Regions from separate parts of the Mus musculus genome. Here regions 1, 3, 4, 5, 6 and 7 are each linked to region 2. The links are chromatin contacts, called in public HiChIP or PLAC-seq and promoter capture Hi-C maps. All regions are on one chromosome and are shown on one strand. The core of a region is the stretch at or near the end of the contact, and the rest is flanking DNA. Distances in the headings are between cores, read along the strand shown. Region 1 holds the start of Cdk8 (cyclin-dependent kinase 8). Region 2 holds the start of Trrap (transformation/transcription domain-associated protein). Region 3 holds the start of Fbxl18 (F-box and leucine-rich repeat protein 18). Region 4 holds the start of Daglb (diacylglycerol lipase, beta). Region 5 holds the start of Rnf216 (ring finger protein 216). Region 6 holds the start of Rbak (RB-associated KRAB zinc finger). Region 7 holds the start of Zfp316 (zinc finger protein 316).

Region 1 (2,940 bases), core at 193-2,692, 1.5 Mb before region 2:
GAGGGAAATGGGAAATTATTAAATATTTTCTCCCAAACTAAGAAGGCCTTTCCCTTCTGGCGATGTCATAGCGCAATCATCTACTGATGAAAGAGAATGGAGCCCGTTCACTTCACTCAATCCATGAAGCAAAACTGAGTGTCACCAGCCATAGGTTTGATTTTTCTTTCTAGAAGAGGCTATTTAAAGCAAAAGGATTAAAGTTCACTGGCAGCTGATAGATTCTGCTTTAAGAGCTTGCACAACATAGCCCCTATCTGTCACTTGCTTTTTTTCCCCACACACCATCCACTCTGCACCAAATCCCCATTGTTCTATATAAAAACTCACAGCTAATGATACCTGAATAGCAACTGCTACATTTACATTACAGATGATCCTTCATGGAACTCTACAGACCCACATTTACTCGATGTCTTCTTTCTCCCATCAAATCCAAATTTGGCCACCAACTGATCACAACTGATAAGGGGAAAAGATCAGAGCTTCTCTTCCAGACTGATGGATATCACTCCAGAGCCAGATGAGTTAGTCCCCAAAAGGTTACCGGATAAATCAACCAAAGAAGAACAGATTTATTTAAACGGGCATCTTATAACCATCTTCTTTAAAAAAAAAGAAAACTATTCTGTACAGAAATTCACACAAAAAAAGAAAAAGCAAAAAAGGTACACACTGCCCACGAGACAGAAGGTCCGTCTCCCTCTTGCACGAAGGGTTTCTTGTGAGTCTGGATTCCTGGGACACCACTTCCTCCCCAAAGCAGGCTGGCCAGGACAGAGGCAGTCTTGGAGGAAGTGGGGACCCCGACATCCGAGCCGGGCACCTGCCTCCCAGCCTCGAGGACACCCGCAGCGACACCCACACTCACCCATCTTTCCTCTTCGCCTTGTAGACGTGCCCGTAAGTGCCTCGACCAACTTTGCAGCCCTCGTATTCAAACAGGTCCTCGACCCGCTCCCGCTCGCTGCTCAGCTTCACTTTAAAGTCATAGTCCATTGTCACAGCCTCCAAGGCCGGGGTGCTGGGGCGGGGGGCCGAGGGCCGCGGTGGGGACCGGGCCGCGCAGCAGCCGCAGCCCCCGAGCTACACCCGCCGGCCGCAGCACCAGCCCGCCTCACGAGGCGACGGCAGGAGGCCCCGCGCGGGCGCCGGGGACATCCAGGGGAGCGCCGGGCGGTCCCCGCGGGCGCGCGACAGCCGAGGGACGCGCTGGGGGCGGGGAGCAGCGTCCGCCCTTGTCCCCGCGCTCCCGGGGCGCCGGCTCGCGCGCGGTTGGCCGCGCGTGCTGCTGCGGGTGCGACGCGGGGCGGCCACGGCTGACTCTGCTCCTCGCCCACGCGCGTCCGCGCCTCACCTTCTCCCACACGCGCTCACGAACACTCAGGCTGCCATCCGCCCGGACAGACCAGCGACGCCACACAACAGCCGGTAGCTCCTCCGAGAGAGGAGGAGGAGAAGGAGGAGGAGGAGGAGGGCGAGGAGGAGGAGGAGGGAGAGAGAGGACGAGCGCGGAACACGGCAGCCGCTGTCGTAAAAACGTCGCGAAGCCTCGCGCTGCCTCCGCCCCACCTGTGAGCGACTCCGGAGCTGGCAGCCGTCTCTTCTGACGCCGGCAGGCGAAAGGGCCTCGCTCAGCCGCGGAGCGGAGCTGCTGACAGACTTACCACGTGGACTAACCCAGTCGCCAGTGCGGCCAGAAACTCCAAGGCTCAAGTGCACGGGTGGCTGCAGAAGCAGTCTTTACCACGACGCCGCGAATTCAGAACGTTGCATGATGGGATTGGTAGTCCGTCACGCAACGAGTTTCTGCTGCATGGAGATTATTTTTCCCAAAGCCGCATCTCTACAATCCAATTTACTTAGCCCATATAAACTTAGCAAAAGACACCTGTTAGGTCGTGGGGGATGGGGGGTGGGGGGCGGTTATTTTGTATTGAAGTCACTTCTGAACTCCAGGATTTAGAAAAGGGCAATTACTGCTCCCCACCCCCACCCCAAAGACTCCAGGTTTTTCCTTTCGTAGCCTCAACCTGTTTCTAAATACTACAATAAACTACGTGGTTGTATTTAAGATTTCTCTTCTTTCTTTGACATCTTTATACCACGGGGGGGGGGGGGGCGGTGGGGGGGGGAACTTAGTGAAGGGGACTGGGGAGATGGGTTAGAGTGCTAGAACGCTTGCCACGTGTTGTAATTTGATTTCTGTTGCTGTGATAAAACACCATGTCCACATATAACTTGGCGAGGGAAAGATTTATATCAACTTACAGGTAACAGTCTGCCACCAAAAAAGCCAAGACACCTGTTTAAAGAGGAAAAAAAAAAAGCTTTTAATCCACACATGTTTAAGTGTGCCTGTAATACTAAAGCAAGGGAGACAAAAAATAAATAAATAAATAAATAAATAAAATAAATAATAAAAAAGGCAGGATCTCTGCAGCAGGATGACCGGCTAGCCTTACTGAAATGGTATGCTCTCAAGGTTCCATGATAGACATCAACCTCTAGACTCCAGACGTATGCACTCATGCTTATACTTGCACACATCTGTGCATACACAAGAATGCTTATAGCCGGGCGTGGTGGCGCGCACCTTTAATCCCAGCACTTGGGAGGCAGAGGCAGGCAGGATTCTGAGTTTGAGGCGAGCCTGGTCTACAGAGTGAGTTCCACGACAGCCAGGGCTACACAGAGAAACCCTGTCACGGAAAACACAAACAAACAAACAAAATACGCTTATACACACAGGCAGATAAATTGGCAGAAATATCAAATAGGTCGTTGATAGTAAAGCAAGAATGTGTCTGCTATAGGCCTTACATGCCCTCTAATGACCCAGATTTGATTCCTAGCACCCGCATGGTGATGGCTCAGAATCCTCTGTAGCTCTAGTTCCAGGGGAGCTGACACACTTCTGGGAGTTGTGAGCACTATACA
Region 2 (2,709 bases), core at 148-2,647:
AGGGGACAAGAGGCCAGCCTGTTGTACATAGTGAATTTTAGGCTAGTCAGGGTTACCTGAGACCTTGGGAAAATATACACACTACATCATGGTAGAGCCTTGTCCTGGGTTTTATCCCCCAGTATTGTATAAATAATAAACTATTCTCCTAAGCATTACCTCAAAGACTGTGGATCTTATCTACAGTCGAGGCACAAAACACAAAGCATGCTTTTTATCATTACATTTTCTTAACTGGGGTGGAAGAAGGTGTGTGCCACACAGCACATGAGGAAGTCAGGGGACCACTTGTGGGACGTCTGTTCCTTCCATCCACCGTGTGGGTCTCAGGGATTGAACTCGGGTCATCGGGCTTGGCAGCAAGCAACCTTTACCCACTGAACCAACTCACCGGCCCCAAAGCATACTTTAAAAGCACCACAGTGACTTGGAAAACAGGAACGTTGACTCCTGGCTCATAAGGTAAAGCGCTTGGAGCCAAACCTGGAGACCTATCTTGATATGTGACCACAGGGTGGAGGGGGAGAACTGAGTCCCACAGGCTGACCTCTTAGCTCCACATGCATGCCGAACACACATACACAAACAAGCAAATGCTTAAAAAATAAAAAGCTGAGTGTGCCAGTGCACGCCTTTAACCCCAGGACTCTGTGGATCTCTGTGAGTTCTAGACCAGCCAGGCCTACATAATACCAGAGACCCTGTTCCTAGGGAGAGAAGAGAAAAGCTAAGGATACTATCAGCCTTGCTACCGTGACTTGGCAAACTCTTGCTTTTCCTATCAGAGTTCCTCCTTCAAACACTGGAGGTCCCTCATACTCACCGACTATTAACTAGACTCAGGGTCAAGGCATTCTTAAGAACAAAACAGAAGCCCTAATCCTGGCCAAACTTTTTATCTAGCTTTTCTGCTGTGGAGGCGGTGTTGTGTAGCTCGGGTAGGAGGAGCAGGCTGATGTAGATGTACGGTTGGCCTTGATTGTTGAGCTTCCAGCCCCGACCCCTGACAGGCCTGTGTACCATCACCCCAGGGCTAGGAGGTTCTGGGGAATCGAACCCAGGGTTTGGTGTGCTAGGGGGACACTCTACCCTCTGAGCTATAGCCCAATCATCTGCGCAAACTTTTGCGACACTTAATCTCCTTTTTATAAGCCACTCAGTAAAAGTGCCACTTCCGAGCTCCCACCCGATCCTCCCAGGGACCAGGCCTAGCTTCTCCCTGGGCCAAGAACCTGAAAGCAGGGGGCTACCCTATCCGCCTGTGGATTCTGGAAGGAGGTTCTGAGCTTTTCGAGAGGATATGGATTCAGGCCTGGATGCCCTCGAGCCCACGGAGTCCCCACCCAGGTAAGGAAAAGGCAAACGGCCCCACAGCCCGCCGTCCTCCATCGGGTCCGCCCCGCCCACGACGCCCGGCTGGCTGGACAACGCGCCTCCGGGCCGCCAGGGGGCGCCGTAGCCGCCGCTACCTTCACTCTCAGCGTCTGGCCCAGAGAGCCAGGAGCCTGCGTGGAGGCCCGCAGATGCCAGGATGGCTTTGGTGGGGTGCCGCAGCCCCCTCGACTCCTCACTCAATCCCTTCGCGTCGCAAACGGCCTTCGGGTTCCCTCCTTTTGTCGCCGATCCTTCCCGGGACTCTCAGCGACTGCCCCCCAGCAGGCCGCTGAGCTACGGCAAGCGCCGAGGGCCAACCTCCGCGGCCGCTAGCGCTGCGCGTCCCTCCATCCGCTCCAGCGCAGCCCGGCGCCGCGGAGGACTAAATGCTGCAGTGTGGCTGATCTAGTTTAGGAGGGCTCCTGGGGGGCCGGAAGGACCTCGGTCAAGCAGGGACAGCCTTCTCCACTTCTCCGTGGAGCCGTCGTGCTGCACCGACTCTCTCCCACGCCTGAGACACGCACGCGCGTGCATCTCCCGGGACCGTTCACCCGCCCTCCCTTGCGCTTACCGGGACCTGCCGACTAGCCCCCAGCATCCGGGCCCGAGTCCCCAAGAACTCTCGCCGCCGACGCCGCTGCTGCTCCTCGCTCAGTCCCGCCCCGGCTTAAAGCCGCGGCGTCCGCCCACCAGAACTAAGCTCGGGCGCACCGCCCCCAAGTGGGTGCGGCCTGGGCGGGCAGCGGGGCAGGGAGGGGCGGTCTGCCGCCTTGGGTGGGCGTGCTGTCCTTTTAAATCATCGCCTGGGTGACCTATCTGCTGAGCACCTAGGCCGGTGGGGCTCTGGGCTGCTGCAGCTTCAAGATTCGTCATCGCCTCCACACCCAACCCCGTGTCCCTTTTCCTCGCAGGAACCAGACTGAAGGGTGATTGACACCCGAAATACCTCTCCAGTTGGTTCACTGTGTGTGTGTGTGTGTGTGTGTGTGTGTGTGTGTGTGTGTGTGTGTGTGTGTATGTGTGGCCTTCAGGGCTGGACTTCCTTCCCTGAGATTTTATTTTTCCTCTTCCAGCAATGCTGGGTGTTGAACTTAGGGCTTCACATCCACTAGGCCAGCTGTGTGTGTGTGTGTGTGTGTGTGTGTGTGTGTGTGTATGTGTGGCCTTCAGGGCTGGACTTCCTTCCCTGAGATTTTATTTTTCCTCTTCCAGCAATGCTGGGTGTTGAACTTAGGGCTTCACATCCACTAGGCCAGCGCTCTATTGCTGATCAGCCGCCTGAGAGTGAAGTAGTTCCTGCAAGACTTTAATCACAGCACTGGGGGGGGGGGGGGG
Region 3 (2,755 bases), core at 229-2,728, 1.9 Mb after region 2:
TGTCCCAAGGGAAGAAGGGTGTATTAGTTCCTCTATAGCCTTGGCAGTCCTGAAACGCACTATGTAGACCAGGCTGGCTTCAAACTCACTATATAGCCTAGGGTAACCTTGACCTGCAGGTCTTCCTGCCTCCACTTTCTGAGTCCTAAGATTGTTTCCGTTTGGTTTGGTTTATATAGTGCCAGGGACGGAACCCCGGGTTATGTATCTGCTAGACAAATACTCAAATGAACTACATCCCCAGCTCCCATTAAACTATTATCTTAATTTTAAACCATCTGGACTTCCTTCCTGACTCTTTCTCTGTGTACACTCGAGCGAGAGCACATGTGCATGACCAGTGCAGACACAGACACCAGAGGGCAGCTTCTAGAAGGCAGTCTTCTCCTTCCAGCGTGTGGGTCCTTGGAATCAAACTCACTTCAGGTGGTCAGTCAGAGTCAAGCTCCTTTCCCTGACGAGTCATTTCACGAGCTCTAGGAAACCATTTTTAACTGGAAACGCCGTGGAAACATTTATTATTCATTTATTCAGCAAATATTTATTTGTTCAGTGTTGACATGCAAAGAACAGTACCAGGCAGACTCTCTGCTTAGTTATGGGGGTACAGGCAGGGTGCTTACTTAGCACGCATGAAAGGAAGCCTTAGGTTCAATCCTCAGTAGTGTTAAAAAACAAAACAGCCGGGCGTGGTGGCGCACGCCTTTAATCCCAGCACTCGGGAGGCAGAGGCAGGCGGATTTCTGAGTTCGAGGCCAGCCTGGTCTACAAAGTGAGCTCCAGGACAGCCAGGGCTATACAGAGAAACCCTGTCTCGATAAACCCAAAACAAACAAACAAACAAACAAAAAAACAAAACAAAACCAAAAACCAACAACAACAACAACAAAACAAGATGGGGCTGGAGAGATGGCTCAGCGGTTAAGAGCACTGACTGCTCTTCCAGAGGTCCTGAGTTCAATTCCCAGAAACTTTGTCTGAAGACAGCTCCAGTGCACTCACATACATTAAATAAACAGTGGCCTAGGCATAGATGGGAGGCAGAGGTAGGCGGATTTTGTGACTTCAAGGCCAGCTTGGTCTTTATAGCTAATTCCAGGACAGCCAGGACTACAGAGTGAGACTCAAAACAAGCAAAAAGGCTTAGCAAGTCAGGCGGTGCAAAGAGCTATTGAGAGTTGTAACGCAAGATGAGGGGCAAATTCAGGAGCGTGTGCACATGAAGGTTGCTATGGTTATCTAGGATACCTGAGCGCTGTGACAGATGACTTGGAGCGCAGTGTGTAGCGCGAATGGCAAATGCAAAGGCCTGGAGCAGAACGCATGTTGTTGGAGCGACAGCAAGAAACTGCGGAGGTAGCTTAAGAGACTGGTCACTCGTGACCTTCTGGACGCCTCTGAATCCTGAGAGTACTTTATGCCACACCCAACATGGCGACCGCACCGGGTCCATCCGGGCGCAAGCGGAAGTACGTCTAGGCGTGCGCCGCAGCCACGCCCCTTACCGGGGTCTCTGTGGAGCTGTGGCCGCGCCGGCTTCGAGCATCCCTACGCTGGCAGGCTGGGGGACTGTGAGGCTGCAGCTCCGGCGGCTAGCTCCGGAGAGGTACGACCTGCACCTCCAGCCCCGGCGGCTGGAGTCCCCTCTGGGCTTCCCTCCCGACCCTGGCTTTATTCCAAGGCCCATCCTTGCCGTCTCCTACCCTCCTACCAGGCCCTCTCCTCTCCTGACCCCATCTGTTCCCAGGCGCACAATCTCGATGGCCAGAATGGACCCTTTCACGTGGCCTGCTGAGTTTCCAGGCCTTTCCCCCGTCTCCTTGTGTGTTGGCTCTGCCCTCGCAGCTATGGGACGTTGTCCCTTCTGCTTGTGTTTTCTTGTTTGTTTTACACTGTAGCCCAGTCTAGCCTGGAGTTCAGTGTGCAGCCCAGGCTGGTTTTGAACGTACAGCAATCTTTCTATTGTAGCCTTTGTAAATCTGGGGTTACAGGTGTGCATCATCACGCGGTGGTTAATGTGCAGCTAAGGGTGGAACTCAGGGCTTCGACCCCATTCCCAGCCCTGGCTTCTTCTTTTTTTCTATCAGCTTAAGTGCAGCCCACTTCTTTCTGGAGTCTACTTGTGATGCGCGGGAGTGTGATAGGGCGTCGGACTGACCCCAGAGCTTTATGATCTAGGTCAGCTGGAGAATCCCACTGCGTCTTGTTACGGGTGTGCAGTATTTTTTTCTGCAGACGACAGTATGGGGCCGTGGCGGGGGTTAGGGGAGCACCTGGTAGCTTCCCTGTTGCCTTCCTCCCTATCTTGAGTTATATTTGTTCTTTCCTAGGTACTCGCATCTGGGGGTACACCTATTTATCATATTAGCGTGTGTGTATGCGTGAGTACTGGCATGTGCATGTCATGGGTGCGTGTCGTGGCGTACATGTGGAAGTCAGAGGACCACTTTGAAGAGTTGGTTGTTGCCTTTTATCTGGTTTATATTAGTGTGTGTGTGTGTGTGTATGTGTGTATGTATAACTGTGTGTGGGTATGTGTACATGAGTACAGGTGTCTGAGGAGACCAGAGGATCATGTGCACCCGGTGTTGGAGTTACACAGGTGGTTATTCGCCTCCCCAGTGTGGGTACTGGGAATCGAACTCAGGTCCTCCGAAAGAGTAGTACTAAATTATCGCTTCTGCCTTTCCCCCCAGTTGAGACAGGATCTCTCTTGATGGTGTATACTCCAGAGTAGCTGGCTTGTGAGCTTTTG
Region 4 (2,700 bases), core at 24-2,523, 1.3 Mb after region 2:
CTAGCATACGTGAAGCCCGGGCTCAAGCACTAGAGGGGAAAAAATAAAGGTAAGATTGGTCTAGATAACTTTTCTGTCCCCGTACCACCCCTCCCCCCGCACCTCTTTTTTTTTTTTTTTTTTGAGGGAGGGTCTTGTGCAACTCCCCTATGACTCACTGTATATCCAAGGATGACTGTGAACCGCAGATGCTCTCCGCAGATGCTCTTACACCACCCCCTAGTCCTGGGATTTACAGGTGAGAGCCGCCACTATCAGTTCTGTGTGGTGCTGGGGATCCCGTGCACACAAGGGCCTCCTTCATGTTAGGTGAGTACTCTACCAAAAGGAACTGTTACACCTTCAGCCCCTAGATAACTTTTTCTGTCCAAACACCAGAGCTCCGTGTCAGGAGTTTCAGACTAAAAACGATCTGAGAAAAACCCGGCCTGTCTAGAAAGGGCTTTGCTGCTCCTATTCCTTTACCTCTTGAGAATGCTTTTTTTCTAAGAACGTTATTCCTCGTCGGCAGGCGTGCCAGGGGCTGACTTCACCCACCGGTGCCGTTTCCCACTGAGCCTAGCTGCATTTTGCAAAACCGGCCTATTATCCTGGTTTCTATGAATTGCTCCGAAATTGCTATTTCCCAGATTATTGTTTTGCATTGACAGGGACTTTGATACCCTCCCAGCAAGAAAAAGGACAGGTGTGATCCAAAGTTCCGGAGCCGCGGGCTTCAGGAAGGAGAGACCTGGGGGCTATGGTTTTTAGATGCTCACATTTCCCTCACGCTCTCGAGGCTAGGGCTCGGCGCTGCACCCTAGGGCTCGGCTCCTACCCTGCAGAGCTGAAGGTCCCGGACCCTGTCAAATACACAGAGCGACTGCCTCTATATCCTAGGTGCAGACAGATTGTGCTCCGGGGGCGCGGTTGCCCCTTAAGCACCAAGAAGGCACGACTTTTGTCGCCTTAACCAGCGCGCCTCCCACCCTCACGGCGGCCTCACTTACCACAGCACACGCAGGAACAGCTCAAAAGACCCGGGGAACACCAAGTCGTCGCTGGCTAGAGACCAGCGCCGGCCGAACAGCACCATCCCCGGCATGGCGCACCTCCCACCGCGCCGCCTAAGCCGCGCGCACCCTTCTGACTCCGCGCGTGTCTGGAGGGGGTCCCCAGCAGCGCCAAGGCGCAAGCCTACGTAAAGACCCGCGCATGCGCCTCCGGCCCGAGTCCGGAGCGCGCCCACAAGAGACGCGCACTTTGCTGTCTTTGCCTCCTTCCCAGGTCCCCTGACCCGGAAGTCAGCTGCTGGCTGTTAAGTGCCGGTCGGTGGCGTATGAAGTCCATTCCGGTGTGGTCATTTCTGTTTAATAGACTGAGGATTTAAAAAGATCTGGAGAGAATGCTCTCCCTAGAGAGCCGCGCCTATGAATAGTGAAGCTAGGACGTAGGTCTGGGTCTCTGAATCTTTCTAGCTTGGGATGACTTTACTGTACGCCTTTTAGCACCTCCATTCCTCTTCTCTCTCTCTCCACACACACCGTGCTTTATCCATCTTCATCCCTTCCCCTGCCTGGTCTCACTAATGCTAGTTCCCATTCTTCCCCACGGTCCCCCTGGTGACCGAGGAGAACCATCAGACCTGGTCTAAATTATGTCTAAGACTTGCAAGTCTGTGCTTCGGCGTAAAGTGCATGTTAATCCTTTCCAGAGACTTTTCTAGCGGAGTCTTACATCAAAAGCCTCTAATTAGTGTCTGTGTTCCCTCATCATCTACCTGCTGTACTCCCACACACATTTTAGCTCCCCAGATTTTTAGTGTCGGTGGTGTGCATGTGTGTGTGCGCGTGTTTTTGCATGTGTGGTGGGGCGCACGTATGTAGGTGCCTGTATACATGTGCTCATGCATGTGGGGGTCTGAGGATGTTATCAAGAACTGTACCCAGCTCTTCCACCTTGCTGAGGCAGGTTCTCTCAATCAAACACAAAGCTCGGTGAGCCGGCTGGTCCTGCGAGCCAGCTTGCTGCGGAGATCTTCTGATTTCCCCCGTACCAGGCTGTAATAACAGGTGTGCTACCACACCCATCCTGCACTTTCCTGAGTTTCTGGGAATCTGAACTTTAGTCCTCACACTAGTATAGCAAGTGCTTTAACTCCTGAGCCGTCTCCTTAGCCCTTTTCCTAACTCTGGTTTCTTTATGGTGCTTAATCACTCCCTGGCCCAAGTCTGCCTGCTGCCAGACAAGCTGATCAACAGAGATGGTGTCAGGCAAGGGGTTTAGTTTTAAGATCTGGACTTATAATTAGCTGAGAAGATGCGGGATTTGTGAAAATGTCCATCCTGAGGATGGGGATGTAACTAAGTTGGCAGAGTACTGTGCCTGGCATGCACAAAGCCTTGGTTTCCAATCCTAGCTACTGTGTAAACCAGAAGTGGTGGGACAGGTGTTGGGAGGTGGAGACAAAAGGGTTAGAAATTGAGGGTTGTTGAGATTTGGTGTTGTCATGCTAAATTCTACACCCACAGGTCTAGGTCTTCTACTTACAAATTTTTGTTGTGCAAACCTTGTTCCTTGATTTAAAACTACTGATTAAATAAAATTGGCTACAGTCAATTGCTGGAGGAATTAGAGGTAACCTAGGTTTGGAGTGACCTGGTTTTGGGGGAGGGAGGAAGAGGAAGAACAGGAAAGGGAGGGGGAAGTGAGGGGAAGAAG
Region 5 (2,762 bases), core at 148-2,647, 1.7 Mb after region 2:
CATACAACATATACACATACACACAAGTGTACACACACAAGCAAAGACACACAGAGCACACACACAAGCATATACACACACACATACACACAAGCACACATAACATACACAAGCACGTCATACACTCATTTGTATACAACATACACACACATAAGCACAGACACACAGAGCACACACATAACATATACACATACACACAAGCACACACACAGAGCACAAACACACCATATACACACATACACACACAAGCATATCTACACACGCACATCCACACAAGCACACATAACATACATAAGCACAGACACACAGAGCACACATACACACATGAGCACAGATACACATATATACAAGCACACATAATATACACACACACAAGCACACCACACACTCATATTCATATATATATATATATATATATATATATATATATATATATATATATATAACATAAACACAAGCACAGGCACACATTACATATACACACCATATACACATACGCATATAAGCACACATACACACACTCATACACACAAGCATACACAACATATACACACACACACAAGCACACACACTTATACATACACAACCTATAGAAGCCCAGACAGAGCACACAGATACATCATACACATACATATACACACATACAACCACACACACAACTTGAGGTTTTTTTATTTATTTAAAAAAAAATTTTTTTTGAGACAGGATTTCTCTGTGTAGCCCTGGCTATACTGAACTCACTCTGTAGATCAGGCTGGCCTCGAACTCAGGGCTTCCTCTGCCTCCCAAGTGCTGGGATCAAAGGTGTGGACCATCACTGCCTGGCTGAAAAAAATTCAATTTCTATTTTTTATTTTGATTTTATGCATATGCATGTTTTGCCTGCATGTATATCGGTGTACAACTTGCATGCTTGGTGCCCACAGAGGCTGGAAGAGATCGTCAGGGATCTTCTAGAACTGAAATTACAGACCACTGTGAGCTGCAATGAGGGTTCCATGAATCAAATTTGGGTCGGTGCTCTTGAGCGCTGGCCAGCACTCCAACCTTGATTGAACAGAGCTGGAACTTTTACTCTTCACCAAATACCTTGGGAGGAGAGTTGGGTCATTTTACCTTTCTCACCTGGTACAGAGCATCACCTCAAGAGGGGATAGATACGTGATTAATCGGTTGATTTCATAGCTAAATCGGGGCGGCTACAGTGACCCTGTGGTTCAGCTGTTCTTTTGTCTTCCCACAGCAAGGAGGAGTCAAGGTTCTGCAGTCGTGGAGCCTGGATGGAGGCCGGCTAGGCACCCATCTCTATGGTCTCGCTCTCCAGGTCCCTCCTCCCCGACTGTCCGCGTCCCTCTATGGTTCTTCCTGTTATTAGTCGGGAGGGGGCGCTGCGCGCAGGCGCGAGGTGGACGCGGTGGCGAGGCCGGAAGGAACGCAGTAGCGGCCTCGGTGGCGGCGGCGGCGGTCGCAGCGGCGGCGGTCGCAGCGGGGGAGCTTTTCCAGCGGCTGCTTCTTCAGGTGAACTTGAGACTGAACTCCCGGGCGTCGAGCCGCGCTCGCGGAGCTGGGCTGGCTGTGTTGGGGCGAGTCCGTGATGGGCGCTCGCGCGCGCGGTCTCCCGGGGCTGCGGGTCGAGCGAGGAGAGTGGCCTCCCGCCGGGGCGCCACCGGGGTGGGGGCGGGGCCCGAGGGGGACGCGCTCGCGAGCCCCGGGGGCCCGGGGACCCGCGCGGGGGGTGACGGGAGGGGAGCGACGCCGACGACCGCTGGCCTGCCGGCTCCCCTCCCGTCACTTGAGGAAGTTTCTCGGGCCGGCCTGCTGCGCGGGGGGCGCCGAGCTGCTGAGAGACGGTTCTCTGGCGGCTCGCTCTGGTGGCCGCGCTCCCCACCGCGGCCTGGAGAAGCGGAAGAGGCGACCGACTGGCGACTTCGAACTCCAGCCCGGGCCAGTTTGGGGCCCCTTGGAGTCCAAGTTGACGCCTGTCATCCCAGTCTGAGCTCCCGAGTGAAGGGGACTTGAAACTCCTGCAGTCGGGAGTCCCGGTGCGTGGTAGCGGAGAGCGCTCCCGTGCGCGTGGCACCCTGGGGTGAGCGGCAAGACCCACGCTCGAGGGGACGAGGCGGCCCCTCGTGGGGCTCCTCGGTGATCCCGAACTCCTTGCATCTCCAAAGGGTGCAATGACTTGGTATCCTCTTCTCCATTGTGCTAAGTGTCTTGGACGCCATCTCCGCTGGGGTTTGTCTTGGATTCGTTTCTTTTCTTTTCTTCATTTTTTTTTTTTTTTTAATTTTTCTGCATAGCCGAGGCTAGCCTGAAACCTGAAAAGTAGAGGCTGGGCCCAAGGGACTCAGGAATTTGCATGCCTCTGCCCTGGTGTAGGCCACCCCACCACATCTTGCCATTATGTTGTTATTGTTATTGTTATTGTTATTGTTATTGTTATTGTTGAGTCTAACTGTAGCCCTTGCGGGCATGTAGCTCAGAGGTCTGCTTGCCTCTGCTTCCTGATTAAAGGCATGTGTCATTTTTCTCCTACTCAACAGCCGCTCTACCTTTGAGCTCCACTCTCAACTCCTTGCTGGATTTTTTTGTTGTTGTTGTTTTGTTTTTTGTTTTTCGCGACAGGGTTTTTCTGTGCAGTTCTGCCTGTCCTGAAACTCACTTTGTAGACCTCAGAACTCAGAAATCCGCCTGCCTCTGCCTCCCAAGTGCTGGGATTAAAGGCATGCGCCGCCGCCGCCGCCGCCACCACCACCACCGCC
Region 6 (2,903 bases), core at 141-2,640, 1.6 Mb after region 2:
GTGAAAGGCTAGGACGTTAAGTGTCTAGTTTCTAAAGCCTGAGGCAATAGAGCCCTAGGTCAGGACTTGGAGCTGAAAGCCTGTAGGCCTGCTGGTCCAGCCAGTAGACCTAGGATGGCCCACACAGGTTGAGCTTCTCCTATCTGTGCAGAGCAGAAGGATCTCAGTCTGTTGACTGGCAACCCTTGTTCCGTATGTGTGTACAAACCGAAATCTTCTCTCAATACAAAAATTATATGAGCTTGAATGTCCTCACTGCAAGCAAGGAATTCCTTTTCTGAAAGGCCTGAGTCCCATCTGTGCAATGTAAACCTGGAGAAAAGAGTGTTCCTATCTCCCTGTCACCTGGGGAGTTTAGCCCAGGCCCCTCATTCAGAGACGTAACCCCTGCTTGCCACGGGGAAGGGAAGCTTTTGGTTTAAGAGATAGGAGCCAGCTCAGGTGGGCACCTCAGTGACCAGGTGAGGTGAGAACCTGGGAGAAGGTGCCCCATGGCAGTGCAGGCCTTCCGAGGAGGAGGGCTCACCCTTTCTCCTGAGACCATGTGTGCCCTGCAGCATCTGAGAGGGATTCGTGATGCTTCTGTCTCCTGCTGGTTGCTCAGCAGTTTATTACCTAGGGTTGGCGCTCCAAGGCGCTTGGTGCTTCTGGGATGAAAACGTTACTCTCTGCATCGGCGCAGAGAACTTTTTCTATTGACAGGCTTTGTTATTAATTTTGACGCCAACGTCTTTATGAAGAACTAGGCCAAGAACGTCGTTGCATTAATTCAATAAGAAATCGAGGAGCCGTTCATCATAATGTAACCATCGTTGAAAACTGTCATTGTCGCCCGGCCCTAAATATCACCTTTCAGAGATCACATTGCAGGTAGGTGTTTTCTTCTTTCTGTGTTCTCTTTCTGGTTCTGTTTTTTAGAGTTTCTGGGCATTAGACGTATGTTCTAGAAACCCACCATTAGTGTTTGTGCCTCCTTCTTTGTAAAGCACAGCTGGTTATTTCTTGTACCTAGTACTTCAAGGAAGTTTGGTTAATCGAGAATGACACTCAGTTTTCTTTCCTTCTAACACAATCTTCCTCTTATTTTAGGAGTCCTGAGCCAGGGACAAGACTTGGGACTTCACGCAGCAGGCCGTTTCTCCAGGCTCAAAGGGAGTGAGGACAAACAAGAAGGTAAGAGCATGGCTGGAGGCAGCCATTGCTCTCAGAGCACCTCCCCCAAACTGCTGGGAGGAGGTAAGTTCTTGCGCGAGGATCCCTAGATGCAGTGGCGCGCGAAGGCGTCTGGGACACAGAGTTTCTGTGCAATTCTTGGGGAGAAAGGAGAGCCTTGGAACTCGGACTTCCGGGAAGATGCTGCACATGCGCGTCGCGGCCTGTGCGCGTGCCCGCGCTTGCGCTGGGCCACTGCGCCGTGGTGACTTCCTGCAGGTCTGGTGTGTCGAGGCTACCTTCCCTCCCGCAGCCTTTGCGTTCGCTAAGCTGGAGTTGCCGAGCCTGCAGGGCCGAGGCCGGAGCTTCCGGGGCGGCAGCGAACAGACTCGGCTGTGCGGGCTAGGGAGGCCTAGCGAGAGCTCGGCGCGGAGGCTGACAGGGGCAGCGGAGACGCCTGCTCGGTGAGGCCCGAGGGCGCAGAGCGATCGGGGCTGCGGGAGGGATGCTGGGCACAGATGGTGCCCAGTCAGTTCACCCGGGCACCCCGCTGTCCCCAGCTTGCGGCGCCTGGGAGGGTCGAGGTGGTCGGGCTGACAGCGGGACAGCTGCATCGCTTTGGGCTGCACGGTCAGTCCCGAGGACAGAGTGCAGGCACTGAAGAACTCAAGGGCTCCAGATTCCCACGGTGTCACTCAGCGTCCATCAGCTCTCTTGCTCTGTCTGTGGTCCCCCCCCCCCCCGAGTCTGCCCTTGAGGCATCGTAATGGTCTAGTGCTCAAAATCTGCTTTTACTTCTTTCTGCTCGTGAAGGAAGACTGAGTCTGCGACAGGTGTGAGACTTAATCAAGGTTGTGTTGAAATGAGTGCCATTGTTTTCTAGTTTCTTCCCTTAGTCCCTTTTTAAGATATGCAGCAGTAACCAAGTTTAGTTGGATAGTTTGAAAACAAACCACGCTTTATCCCTGTTTGTCGGACGTCTATCCATCTGGACCATTTTTCCTTTTTGTGTTTTAGTTTTTTTGAGGCGTGGATTCCTTGTGGCACATATTGTTCTGGTAGTGGGTGATCCTCCCGTCTCCGCCTCCAGAGAGTTGGGATTGCATGTATGTCACCTCATGGAACATGGATCCCAGATATATATATATATAGTGCCCAGAATCCTCATTCACTGTGACATATTTTGCAACAGTTTGAATAGGAAATAAAATAAGTACCCTTGTTTCCCCCACCTTTACACCAAATGCCCGTGGATAAAAAGAAGGCAGCGTAGTGTTCATCATAGAACTGTACCCGCCCCCCCTCGCCTCCCACCCCCCATTCCACCTGTTGGAGTTAGGTTTGTGATTTCCTTCCTATCACCTCTGCAGTGTGTATAAGCTGCGATTTCACTTGGTGGTTCCCAGGCGAGAGACATGTCCCTGTGTAGACCAGTTAATCTCCGATTTCAGCGAGCTTTTCCTCCAGCAGGTCAGTCAGCAGTGTCTACAGTTCCCCCAAGAGGAGCAGAACATGAGCAGATCAAAGGTAAGTTTTTCCCGTTTGTAATTTTTTTTTTTCTGACTCCTTTGTAATGTATTTTGGAAGACTTACTCAAAGGTCTGTTCTTGAATGGTAGTGGAGTGGTCTCTAAAGGGATCTGACGCCCTCTTCTGGCATGCAGGTGTACATGCAGCAGAGCATCCATACATAGAATAATTAATAAGTAAGTAGGATGGTCGTGGAGAAAGGAGTGAATAAAGGTGATTGTA
Region 7 (2,779 bases), core at 19-2,518, 1.5 Mb after region 2:
CATGGAACATGGCAGGAACACGCACATGCATGGAACATGGCAGGTACACACATTCATCACCTCCTTCGGGTTTCCCAGAGGGAAAGGTTGGCTCCCCTTCCCTTCCCTGGGTTTCTAGCCTGCCAGGGATCCTGCAGAGAGGCAGGTGATTTGGTAGGTAACCCATCTGTGTGAAAACCCAGGGTGCGTAAGAATGTCATCACGGAGATAGCTCATGTGCACACATGTGAACACACATCCTAGTAAAACCGAGAGACAAGCAGCTTCCTTCTATGTGTGCCTAAATGTGTGTAGGCAGGAAAGAAGAGTGTTTCTGGTCCCTAGAGAACCCACAGTTAGGGGTTAGGGCTCGCCTAAGATGAGAAAGGCTATGACTCCTAAAGCATCCAGTCTACATGGTCTACCAAGAAAAGCACAAGAGTGTCACAAAGACTTTTCAATATAAGGGAGGGGAGGCCAAGGAAGAGGGGAGAGAGGGCAGAGGCTAGAACTCTGGTCTCCCCAGGGTCATGTCCAGGGTTGGTCTCTATAGGTACCTAGGGCATTTACTCCAGGCATAGGTGGCCAGCAGGCTTGGGGTCCAGGGACTTCATAATATGGATGGCTCTTTGGAGCTACAGAGCACTGCCCTGAGTAGTCGTGAATATATCAATGGACTGTCAAGGTTCGACCTGTCTAAAGCCATGCAAGGCTATTTCCCAATATTCTTGCCAGGCCTGGGGATGACAGATTAGGGAGTTGAAGAACATAAATCCAGTCTGGCCTCAATCTCCAGTCTTTCATGCATTTGACTGTTATAGTCCACAGTACCCCCCTCACGCCTTGAATAGGCTGCCCCTCTGTCTGCCACACCCTGCACACACAAGTAAAGCCAGAATGGATCAATCTCCCAGCCACACCCTTGCCCATGTCAGGGTCAGACAAGCGCTGCCTGAATACCCATTGGGGGTCACTACCCTTCTCCACCATCAGGAGATCCAGGGAGGGTCCGGTGGACAGGAGGACGGGCTCCCGACACGTCCTGGCACGGGCAAAGGTAGACTTAGGCTGTCGTCTGGCGAGAAGAGATGCTCGCTGGGGCTGGACGTCGTGGGCAGGGGTCCCTTGAAACATAGAGGAGCAGGTAATAAGCAGGGGGTGCTCATTGTGGGTAGCTATAACCATCCTCCATGCATATGGGGGTGCGACGCAGCAGCACCCTGTCTACATCCAGAGCTCCGGGACGCCCCATGACCGGAAGTGCCCCCCTCGTGGGCGCGGACAAGGCGGGGCCGGCGGGCGGCACTTCCGGTGCCCACGCGCCGCCGCCTCCTCCGCCGTCGCGCAGCTCGCGGCCGTCACTTTGTGTAGTGCGGGGGGGAGTCCCCGGTGGTCACAGCCCCCCACCCCCCACGAGTCCGTGTCTCGCTCCGGCTTGGCCGGGCCCGGGCGCGCGCGCGGTGAGTGGGGCGCGCGGATGCGGCAGGTGCGCGCGGGCGGGACGCGCGCGCTGGGGGCGGTGGCGGCGGCAAGGCTGGCCGTCATGGATGCTCGAGAGCTGGAGGCCTCCGGTGTCCGTGGGGAGATCGCGGGACTGCAGGGCCCGTCCTTGGTGGGGTCGGAGTTGCAGCTGCACGAGCTAGATCTTCCAGGCCCCTAGATCCCCCCAATACCGACCTGGGCCTGCGCGGCACGTCAGGGATGGCTTAACACCCTAGAGGGGTACAGACTCCAGCGTGGGAGGGGGCGGGCCGGGGACGTCGTGCACTGCACCTTTGCAGGGTGCTAGCGCCGCCTTCTCCAGCTTAGGGGCGGGAGCTGGGCCGGAGCCGCCCCCGCCCCCTAGAGAGACACCTTCCAAGGAGGGCTGTCATTACTCCCGCCCTAGCGCGAAGTGGAAGCTAGGTACCCTCCCCCCATCCCCCAGAGAGAGGAAGAAAAGGGAAAGACCTTGTCCTGGAGCCCTACAGCCAGCTTTGTGACATTGAGGGGCCGTGGCCTAGCCTGCTTCATCTGTAAATGGAGGCTGGCTGGACTGCTCTCTCTCTCTGCTAAATCTGTTGCCCCCGAGATGGGTGGTGGAACGCGTTGGCAGAATCTAGGGTGCATTATGTGGACACAAGAAGGGAGGGAGGAGGTGCAGGTATCAGCGAGGATCAGCCCACCTGCTCAGCCTGGGTGGGTGGCATTGGCATTTTGTTTTGGTTCTGTCGCTACTGGCTGGGCCAGGGGGCTAGCTGGCCTGGTTGAGGAGCCTGCTCTGGGGGGTCGTGGATGACCTCCAGGGAGCAACCCTGGAGAATAGGGGCTCCGGAAACTGGGCAGATGGTGAGGAGTGTAGTGAACAGGGAAAGACATTCTGGACAAAAAAGGGTCTTAAGTCAGTGGGGCTAGTGAACGGGAATGAAGGTAACTAGCCACAAGTGCGCATGCGCGAGCGTGACCCCACGCAAACATCCTTTACGTGGATCCCCTGGATTTGGGACTTTTCTGGAGTTCCTAACTTTTAACCTTTACGATTGTGTCTCTGCACACTCCTTTCTATGGACAGTGCAGCACCCCGTTCTGAGTGTCTGCAGCGCTGTGCCCTAGGCTCAGGACTTGAGTGGAAAGATGTGTTGAAGTGACACAGTGATTTTTGCCTGATGAAGCCGTGAACTTGACACTGCATTCGAATCCAGGATGAGAGGTTAAGGAGAATGGAGCAGAAAGGCGTTCTAGGGACTGATTGGCAGGAGTGGGGCTAAGAATATCCCAGGAGGAGGGGAACCCCCAGGGCCTGAGTTGCAAGAATATGAAC

Evidence for each region. Promoter capture Hi-C pulls out the DNA fragments that hold promoters and counts their contacts. HiChIP or PLAC-seq counts read pairs in DNA pulled down with a chosen protein or histone mark.
Region 1: a promoter capture Hi-C map of pre-B cells shows a contact between it and region 2. The contact joins the promoter of Cdk8 here to the promoter of Trrap in region 2.
Region 3: a contact with region 2 is called in a promoter capture Hi-C map of liver, with 2.7 times the contacts expected there. The contact joins the promoter of Fbxl18 here to the promoter of Trrap in region 2. A contact is called at or near these places in 2 of 39 promoter capture datasets (hippocampal neurons and liver).
Region 4: a promoter capture Hi-C map of pre-B cells shows a contact between it and region 2, with 6 times the contacts expected there. The contact joins the promoter of Daglb here to the promoter of Trrap in region 2. A contact is called at or near these places in 3 of 39 promoter capture datasets (hippocampal neurons, liver and pre-B cells) and 1 of 115 datasets of contacts at active chromatin or transcription factors (microglia).
Region 5: a contact with region 2 is called in a promoter capture Hi-C map of pre-B cells, with 2.3 times the contacts expected there. The contact joins the promoter of Rnf216 here to the promoter of Trrap in region 2. A contact is called at or near these places in 3 of 39 promoter capture datasets (hippocampal neurons, liver and pre-B cells).
Region 6: a contact with region 2 is called in an HNF4G HiChIP or PLAC-seq map of pancreatic cancer cells. The contact joins the promoter of Rbak here to the promoter of Trrap in region 2. A contact is called at or near these places in 3 of 39 promoter capture datasets (hippocampal neurons and liver) and 1 of 115 datasets of contacts at active chromatin or transcription factors (pancreatic cancer cells).
Region 7: a contact with region 2 is called in a promoter capture Hi-C map of liver, with 3 times the contacts expected there. The contact joins the promoter of Zfp316 here to the promoter of Trrap in region 2. A contact is called at or near these places in 2 of 39 promoter capture datasets (liver and pre-B cells).

Annotation. Positions count from the first base shown.
Region 1 is chr5:146,229,752-146,232,691 of GRCm38.p6, reverse strand. Cdk8 (cyclin-dependent kinase 8) reads right to left here and starts at 1,442. Exons shown (of 13, transcript NM_153599.4): 1 at 872-1,442. The coding sequence starts at 999.
Region 2 is chr5:144,767,482-144,770,190 of GRCm38.p6, reverse strand. Trrap (transformation/transcription domain-associated protein) reads right to left here and starts at 1,397. Exons shown (of 71, transcript NM_001081362.2): 1 at 1,344-1,397.
Region 3 is chr5:142,893,961-142,896,715 of GRCm38.p6, reverse strand. It overlaps Fbxl18 (F-box and leucine-rich repeat protein 18), which reads left to right and starts at 1,478. Exons shown (of 5, transcript NM_001033312.3): 1 at 1,478-1,606. Gm38733 (a long non-coding RNA gene) reads right to left here and starts at 1,412. Exons shown (of 2, transcript XR_003955825.1): 1 at 1,249-1,412.
Region 4 is chr5:143,463,066-143,465,765 of GRCm38.p6, reverse strand. It overlaps Daglb (diacylglycerol lipase, beta), which reads right to left and starts at 1,273. Exons shown (of 15, transcript NM_144915.3): 1 at 990-1,273. The coding sequence starts at 1,084.
Region 5 is chr5:143,111,655-143,114,416 of GRCm38.p6, reverse strand. Rnf216 (ring finger protein 216) reads left to right here and starts at 1,397. Exons shown (of 17, transcript NM_080561.4): 1 at 1,397-1,518.
Region 6 is chr5:143,179,262-143,182,164 of GRCm38.p6, reverse strand. It overlaps Rbak (RB-associated KRAB zinc finger), which reads left to right and starts at 1,390. Exons shown (of 5, transcript NM_001045482.2): 1 at 1,390-1,616; 2 at 2,623-2,679. The coding sequence starts at 2,665. It overlaps Spdye4b (speedy/RINGO cell cycle regulator family, member E4B), which reads right to left and starts at 1,148. Exons shown (of 8, transcript NM_001384193.1): 1 at 527-1,148. The coding sequence starts at 544.
Region 7 is chr5:143,268,511-143,271,289 of GRCm38.p6, reverse strand. It overlaps Zfp316 (zinc finger protein 316), which reads left to right and starts at 1,268. Exons shown (of 7, transcript NM_017467.3): 1 at 1,268-1,439.